Regions from separate parts of the Zea mays genome. Here region 2 is linked to region 1. The links are chromatin contacts, called in public Hi-C maps. All regions are on one chromosome and are shown on one strand. The core of a region is the stretch at or near the end of the contact, and the rest is flanking DNA. Distances in the headings are between cores, read along the strand shown. Region 1 has its middle 13 kb from the start of LOC109940432. Region 2 holds the start of LOC100192700 (peroxisomal membrane protein PEX11-1).

The links. A called contact is a pair of places that touch in the nucleus more often than the background predicts.
Region 2: a contact with region 1 is called in a Hi-C map of ear, with 2.1 times the contacts expected there. The contact joins the promoter of LOC100192700 here to the enhancer-like site in region 1. A contact is called at or near these places in 3 of 25 Hi-C or Micro-C datasets (ear and leaf).

The regions. Positions count from the first base shown.
Region 1 is chr6:71,771,377-71,775,694 of Zm-B73-REFERENCE-NAM-5.0, forward strand. No RefSeq gene overlaps it. Among protein-coding and RNA genes, the nearest start is that of LOC109940432, 13 kb to the left of the region's middle. Within about 2 kb of position 1,360, at least 14 of the 20 cell types and tissues checked have an H3K27ac peak or open chromatin away from gene starts, as enhancers often do. A contact at or near this core is called in ear and leaf, where this site is marked.
Region 2 is chr6:71,844,672-71,848,472 of Zm-B73-REFERENCE-NAM-5.0, forward strand. It overlaps LOC100192700 (peroxisomal membrane protein PEX11-1), which reads left to right and starts at 1,882. Exons shown (of 7, transcript NM_001137903.1): 1 at 1,882-2,556; 2 at 2,638-2,712; 3 at 2,813-2,887; 4 at 2,992-3,072; 5 at 3,150-3,224; 6 at 3,326-3,499; 7 at 3,570-3,759. The coding sequence starts at 2,365. The coding sequence ends at 3,605.

The DNA.
Region 1 (4,318 bases), core at 110-2,609:
ATGCCACAAACTTGATTAAGTGTTAGAGCAATAAAGCCAAGTGGCTAGAGAGGAGTTCTTGCAAAACACAATAACCACAAAGATATCAACACAGAGAGGCACAATGGTTTATCCCGTGGTTCAGCCAAGTACAACACTTTCCTAGTCCACGTTGTGGCGTCCCAATGGACGAGAGTTGCGCTCAACTCCTTTCAAGTGATCCAATGATCAACTTGAATACCATGATGTTTCTTTTCCTTTCACTATATCCCGTTTGCGAGGAATCTCACTAGAACAGAGCTCAAATCACTAAGAATGTCAAACGAGTGCGCAAAGACGAAGTGTGAATGATCAAGAATGCTCAAAGTGTGTTTGGTGTCTTCCTCCATGCGCGTAGGGGTCCCTTTTACAGCCCCAAGGCAGCTAGGAGCCGTTGAGAGCATTCCAGGAAGGCAATTCTTGCCTTCTGTCGACTGGCGCACCGGACAGTCCGGTGCACCACCGGACAGGCACTGTTCACTGTCCGGTGTGGATTTCTTTCCTATTCTGGCGCAGCCGAACGTTGAAGTTTTGGAGCCGTTGGCGCACCGGACAGTCCGGTGCCCCCTTCTGACCGTTGGCTCGGCCACGCGTCACGCGCGGATTGCGCGACCGACCATTGGCGCGGTCGACCGTTGTCTCACCGGACAGTCCGGTGAATTTTAGCCGTACGCCCCCGACGAATTCCCGAGAGCGGCCTTTTCACCAGAGCCAGCCTGGCGCACCAGACACTGTCCGGTGCACCCAGACTGAGCAGAGTCTTGGCTGCTCGAGCCAAGTGTTTTCCAATTGTTTTTTCTCTGATTCTAGCACTTAGACAAATATGTTAGTACACAAAAACCAATGTACTAAGTCTAGAATCATACCTTTGTATTGATTTGCACTTTGTCCACCCTTTGGCATATACTCATTCCCTTAATGTGTGTTGGGCACTTAATCACCAAAATCTTATAGAAATGGCCCAAGTGCACATTTCCCTTTCAGTAAGTTAATACATATTTGGTTATTCAATTTAATATTGAAAGTTAGAAGCTAGAACGATAATATAATAATAATATTATAAAGGTTTTGGGTTTTTAGTGTTAAACACTTACAATATGATTTTTTTGTTATATAAATTTATGTATATAGATATTTGTATTTTAGTTGTGTGGCTCGAGCTCCCTAACAAGTTGAACCGGACAAGATATTTAGCTCGTTAGTATAACAAGCCGAGCTGACGCAAACAACACTTTTACTTGAGATGGGCCTGTCAAACAGCAGCATTGGCGCCAACACGCGGATCCCTATCCCAATCTCCATCATCAGACACAGCACAACACAACGACCGAGCCCATGCCCAAGCGCCCGAGCGTACGTATGCTGACAATATGGCGTACGTATGCTCTGACAATATGGGGGCCTGCTAACCAACGCAACGCCCGCACACGGAAGAAAATTATAGATGGTACGTCTGTATTCTGTAAGGCCTTAAATGAGCGGATCTTGTTTGAGATGTATATACGTGGTTAATTTTTTTTATTGTATACACTTGACTTTTACTTGCGATTTTAGATACTCTTCAAAGTTTGGACTTCAAATTCTTCGTGACCTCACTTTTACCCGTACCAATATATACAAATAAATAAATAATAGATACAAATGACATTATACAAAACATGGAAACAAACCACACAATAATATTATACACGTCGTTACGAGATCGTAGGTTCTAAAACCACTAAATTCGAAGTTAAAATGAAAAATTTATGAATAAAACAAAATTTTAGGTGTAATAAATCTAATAAATATGATCTAACATATATTACAATTAAACCAAGCAGATATTAAATTAAAATATTTAAATTGATAATAATCACTTTAACCATTATTTATAAAGAGCGTAGGTTAGAACTATAAATTCGATTAACTAGATTGTCTAGCTAATTAACATTTAATTAAACAAATCTTTAATTAATTTTTTGTTTATAACATGTGGTATGATTATTTGACCTAAAATATATCGTAATTTTAATACATTATTAGGACTGTATAGAAATAGGTGACATGACGTGATCTGATTGGTTACATCGGTTTGTTAAAGGTGAAAATGTTTGTTTACAAAGGCATGATCCAACTGTTATCACTTATCAGGATTGTACTACTGTTAAATTCGTGTTGCATAACAGTCTTGCATATAAAAGAGCCTGTGGTGGTGGTAATCTATCAGGCAGAAAGCATCAAGCCTATGATGCGGGAAAGACACATAACCTATCACCAACTTACCTTCCAACCAAGCCCTTCGATCTCACGTTGTTGTTGGACATCTCAACTTTTTCGCAGATTGACGATGAATAGGAGATCCGATCGACGAACCGGAAGTGTCGTGATGAAACTCTCGCCGAGCCGGTCACGGTGATATTCTAGGTTGCTCCGAAAAATAAATGGACGGATAGAAATTTTTCGTTGGAGTTATCGCTAGAGTTAGGAAGAAACTCGAACTTCAACGAGCTATTGTAGGATTGTAGATGGAATCGAGATAAACCATTTTATGTTCTAGGATGAGGGGAAGCCAGACATGTATTTGTAGGGATGAATTGTATTTATCAAAAAAATGGATAAATTCGATTTTAAAGTTTTTCTATTTTCGAAAACTACAAAAAATCATTCTTAATACTGAAAAATGTTCAAGTGGCTCGAAAAATTGAGGAAAAAACCTAGAAACATTTTGGCACCCAACGAACACAAATAAAATACTTTGAGGTTATAAAAATGTTTTAACTGACTATTATAAATAGATTTTTGCTTTTAAAAAGTAGGAAAAGTAGTCAGCAAAATATGAAAAATTATCAAGGACTTCTACTAGGTTTGTTATCATGTTTCAAACATGTTTTGCACTTAGAAACATTATGTGTCGTTGTTTCTGGAATTGGGGACAATAAGATTTGTGTTTGGCATGGGTGTTAGCGCGGACTCACTTCGAATGGTGAGCTACACAGGCTCGAAGGTGGATCTAGGACGAACAAGTTATACTGGTTCAGGTCGGAGCCCTAGTCTAGTGTAGTGCTGACAGTAGTATTGCTTAGAGCGTGTTACAATGAGGACTACTATTCTACTGGGGTGGAGTTCGACCTCCTGCTTCTAGGCCTTATAGCCCTTATGGTGTCATCCGTTGGGTCGTGCTTCTGGGCCGCATAGCCCCTGTGGAGTCGTCTGCTGGGTAGTGCGCCGTCGTACCCCTAGGATGGTGTCGTGTCTCGTCCGCCTTTAGACGTGGCGGTGTTTGGTGGGTCCTGTCAAGTCAACACAGGGCGTGGTTTTAGGGATGTCTCCAGTACAACTTCATCTTTCATAATCCCCTTTGTGTCACCTTTTATCATGCGTAGACGTACGCCTGGTACAACATATTGCCCTGTCCCTTCCGGCGTATGGGTCACTATAGAGACCCTTGTGCTAAGGTCCCTATGGCTGGAATTAGCTAGTCCCATTGGTCAGTGGGGACACGTATCTAGCATCATGCTTGATAGAGACCCTTCGGTACCACTTCCCTGGTCTGGGCATGGCTTGGTGATGTCCCATCGTGCCGACGTAGCTCGATGGTACTAGGTTGACTCTTCCTTTTAGTAGAGGTGTTCGTCCGAGAGCCGACTGTTGTCTTGTTGGGTTGCTCGGCAACCCTGCCTCGCTGGGTTGCTCGGCGGGCAGTTTGGTCGGTAGCCCCGCCTCGCTGGGATGCTCGACGGTATTTGTACGACGGGCGGGTCGGTCGGCTCTAGTGAGCCGTCACCTGGAGTCCTTTTAGACCTTCACGCTGAGCTGCTTGGCATGTGGGTCGGTTGATTAGTGGGTCGTCTTTTGGTGGCCTTTGAGCCTTCTTTGGGTACCATGTTCTCAGGTACCTAACACTATACAACAGCATGAATGCAACAAAGCAAGTTCAACCTTATATTTTGTTTTAATAGATTTATACTAAAATAAAGTACTTAAACCTACAATTTGTGATTCTAAACCATTCAAATCTTAATAAATTAAACTAAATCTTGGAAATTTTATTGGTTTGAAAAAATAGGGTGTTACACTTTCATACTATTTTGTCTAATTTGTATAGACATAGTTCTGCTATATCAAAATTTAATCTTAATTAGTATGATAAACATATTTAGATCCGCTCGCTTTTTCTGTACACATTTGTCGCCATTTCCATGCTTTATTTTTGGATTAAGTTAAAACCAAATGTTCTAATTCTTCCAACAGTTTCTACATGAGGCTTTGGTGCCCTTAGAGCCCTAGGGCTAACAGAGGCTCTAGGTGACTAAGTCAT
Region 2 (3,801 bases), core at 632-3,131, 74 kb after region 1:
ATGAGATATCACATTTCAGCAAAACGAAACTATATATGTATCATTTACGTAATAATTGGTGAACATGTTATATGTATGTGTTGTGTTAAATTGGTCTATACGAATATAACTGTGGGTTAAACTGATGAATATGTATGTGAATTGTGAATTGATGAGTTGTATTAATTTGATGTTACATTGATGTGGTCCATAAAACTATTACTATAATTACTATTTTATATTATTAAATTAGTTTGGAATTAACTAAAAAATGATTATTATATATACATTGATTTTTTTTCTGCTCCGGCTCGCGAGGTAAACGAGTCAGCTCAAGCTCGTAAACGAGCCGAGCTGACTCTGTGGCTGGTTAGCTTGACGAGACGAGACGAGCCGAGCTGGTTTGATATGTAGCCCTAATCCATTCTAAGGACACATGTCAACTTATCAGTGGCATTGATACAAAGTGTAAAAATGTGAAGGTAAATATACAGTTAAGTCATAAAGCAGGGGTACAAACACAACTGTAAAAAAATGCTGAACTAGATGCGTAGATACAAGTTGAACGTGAACCGATCGAGGCGGGCGGTGCCCGGTAGAGAAACAAAACAAGGCGGCCGTTTCCGTTCCGTTTCGGGAGGGCCCCCGCCAGCAGCAGATGAGGTAGGGAAATGAGAGACGGTATCCGTTCCATCGGAGCTCGCAAGGTCGCCGCGAGAAGCAAACAAATCGCTTGTGACGCCATTGTACAGTGTGCGGAAACGTTACTCTCCCGTCTCGTCCTCGTTTATTTGGAACCCAAATTTTACCGCCAAGTTTTTTACTGCTAGCTTTTTCTTCTTCTCCTCCTTTTTCTCTCTCTCTACAGTATTGAACAAGGCAGCCAGGAGCGAAGCCAGCTCAAAAAGTACACTGGTGCACACTCTATCAAAAATATAAAGAAAAATATCCAATTTTAAAAGAAATACATAACATATTCAAGATAAATATTAGCAAAATTTTATTTTAGCCTGGTGTGCGTAACAGATTGTGCACGGAAGGCAGTGGCACACACAATCAAATTTCAAATCCACACCGACAAGGTGTCCAGGTTCAGGTTGCACAATCCCACAAGGAAGCCCTATCTATAGTGGGGCCCATCTAGAATGGGCGTAACTTAGGGGGTGTTTGGTTTATAGGGACTAAACTTTAGTCCCTCCACTTTATTCCATTTCAGTTCATAAATTGTTAAATAGGGAAACTAAAATAGAGTTTTAGTTTCTATATTTAGTAATTTAGGGACTAAAATGGAATAAAATGGAGGGACTAAACATTAGTCCCTAGAAACCAAACACCCCCTTAGAGAGAAGACTGCCTCCTCAATTAAACCATCTAATATACGCATTTTTAAACATGTGATTTCTGATCATCGTTTAACTACACGGCTGTCTAAAGAATTAGAGAGTGTTTAGTTTATATGGGTTAATTTTTAGTCTCTCCATTTTATGTTGTAAATTACATAACATCTAAATAATAGAACACGGTTAAAAGAGAGATTATCTCTATTTTAATCCTTATATTTGATAATTTAGAAATTAAAAGGCATTTAAAATGGACATGCATATGGCCGGTACATAGCGTTGTTCGCTGAAAAACAGAAAGTGTCGAAAACAGAAAGTGTGATGGGAAGGAGATAAAGAAAGCTGATGAAAATAGGCTGCCGCCTGGTGTATAGTAATAGGATACGGCCTCCATTATTTATAAAGAGGAGAGAGAATAAAAAAAGAGACGTCCTTGGCGTGGTGTCCTCGTCCTCGTGCCCATCTCTGTCCCAATCAAACTGATTGATCCGTCGCCCGCAGGGCCACAGCAGCCGCGGCGAGGTCGTCCGTCGGATTCGGAGGCTCAGGTGAGTGCCTCTTTCTCACGCACCTTCTGTTGGCTCCTCCTCCGTCCTCCCCCAAGCGCCCCCTCTCGGCCGGTCGAATTTCCGGGGAGGGGGATTGGGGGGATTTGATATATATCGAGAGAGTAGTGTTTGTCCCCCGATTCCTCATGCGTGGCGCCCAAAACCTAGAGATCCTTTTTTGCGCCCGAAACCTTCCTGAGCTGGTCCGATTCGGTGCCGTTAGAGGGGATCTGTGTACCTCGCCGCCGGCCGGCGCTGTCGATCTGGTTGTCTTCCACGGTTGGTTTCCAGACGGGGACTCCGCCGGCGCGGCGCGGCGCGGCGCTCACCCGCATCCGCCGCCGCTTTTCTACCGCCCGCGGGGCTGGGTCCGGCTCTGACGGTTGAGTCTGGTGGCGCAGGCGGAACTGCACCCCATGGAAATGGAATCGAGAGAACTTACACGCTGCTTCGCAACCGTATTATGCAGTTATTACTGAAAAGATAATACAGTACCTATGGCTTCTCTGGACGCCGTGCGAGGAGACCTCGCCCTGCTGATTCTGTACCTGAACAAGGCCGAGGCGCGGGACAAGATCTGCCGAGCGATCCAGTACGGGTCCAAGTTCATCAGCAACGGGGAGCCAGGGCCTGCGCAGAACGTCGACAAGTCCACCAGCCTGGCCCGGAAAGTGTTCCGGCTCTGTAAGGTGCTGCTGCTGCTGCTGCTGCTTTGCTCTCGCATCATGGTGTGGTTTCGTTAGGACTCAGAGCCTGTCCTCGTTTTACAGTTCGTCAACGACCTGCACGCTTTGATCAGCCCTCCTGCCAAGGGGACTCCGCTCCCGCTGATCCTACTCGGGAAGGTACGCGCCGCTGAACGCACGGGAAACTTGAGAGGATGGTTTTTTGTTCTGGGCTTCTCTGATTGGTTTTGTTGCCCCTGCGCGCGCGTTCGCGTTGCAGTCCAAGAACGCGATGCTGTCGACTTTCCTCTTCCTGGACCAGATCGTGTGGGCGGGGAGGACAGGAATATACAAGGTTCTCAGAGAAATCACCTTTGTGGAAGCCGATGCCGGCTTTACTCCACGACGATGAACTAACTAATTAACCGGACCATGCTTTTACTGTTTTACACGATGCAGAACAAGGAGCGGGCGGAGTTTCTCGGGAGGATAGCGTTCTACTGCTTCCTCGGCTCCAACACCTGCACGGCCATCATCGAGGTGCGTGCGTGCGTCTCTGTCTCGAGTGCCGTATTATCTCGTGTTTCCGCACCTGATTCATGCTCCAAGCCGTGTAGCTAGCCGAGCTGCAACGGCTGTCCACGTCGATGAAGAAGCTGGAGAAGGAGCTGAAGCACCAAGAGCTGTACAAGGTACACCTCGACGGAAACGAAACCGCTCCCCCCACGTCTCTCTCCTCCCTGGCGCTTGCATTTGCATCTCTCTGTGTATCTGAGTGTGATCCGTGTGCCAGAACGAGCAGTACCGCATGAAGCTGCACAAGTCGAACGAGCGGCTGCTGGCGCTCGTCAAGTCGAGCCTGGACATCGTGGTGGCCGTGGGGCTCCTGCAGCTGGCCCCGAAGAAGGTGACCCCCCGCGTCACGGGCGCGTTTGGCTTCGCCAGCTCCCTCATCGCTTGCTACCAGGTAGGCATGTTGGTGCAACCGGTTGTCGTCCTGGGTTTGTGGGGTCTCATGCCTTTTGTCGCCTTGGCAGCTGCTTCCAAGCCCACCAGCAAAGCAGAGCAAGTGAGGACTCCCACTCCAAGCACTGTTTACCAGGAAAATAATCCCCCCCGGATAGGTTTGATTTGGTTGCCACATCCCCTTGTATGGCAGACTAGACTAATATATGTAATCATCATCATAATAATTGATAAACCATCCCACTATGGATAGGTTTGGTCACTCCAAACACTGTTTTTTTTATTCATCGCTAGGAGCAACTC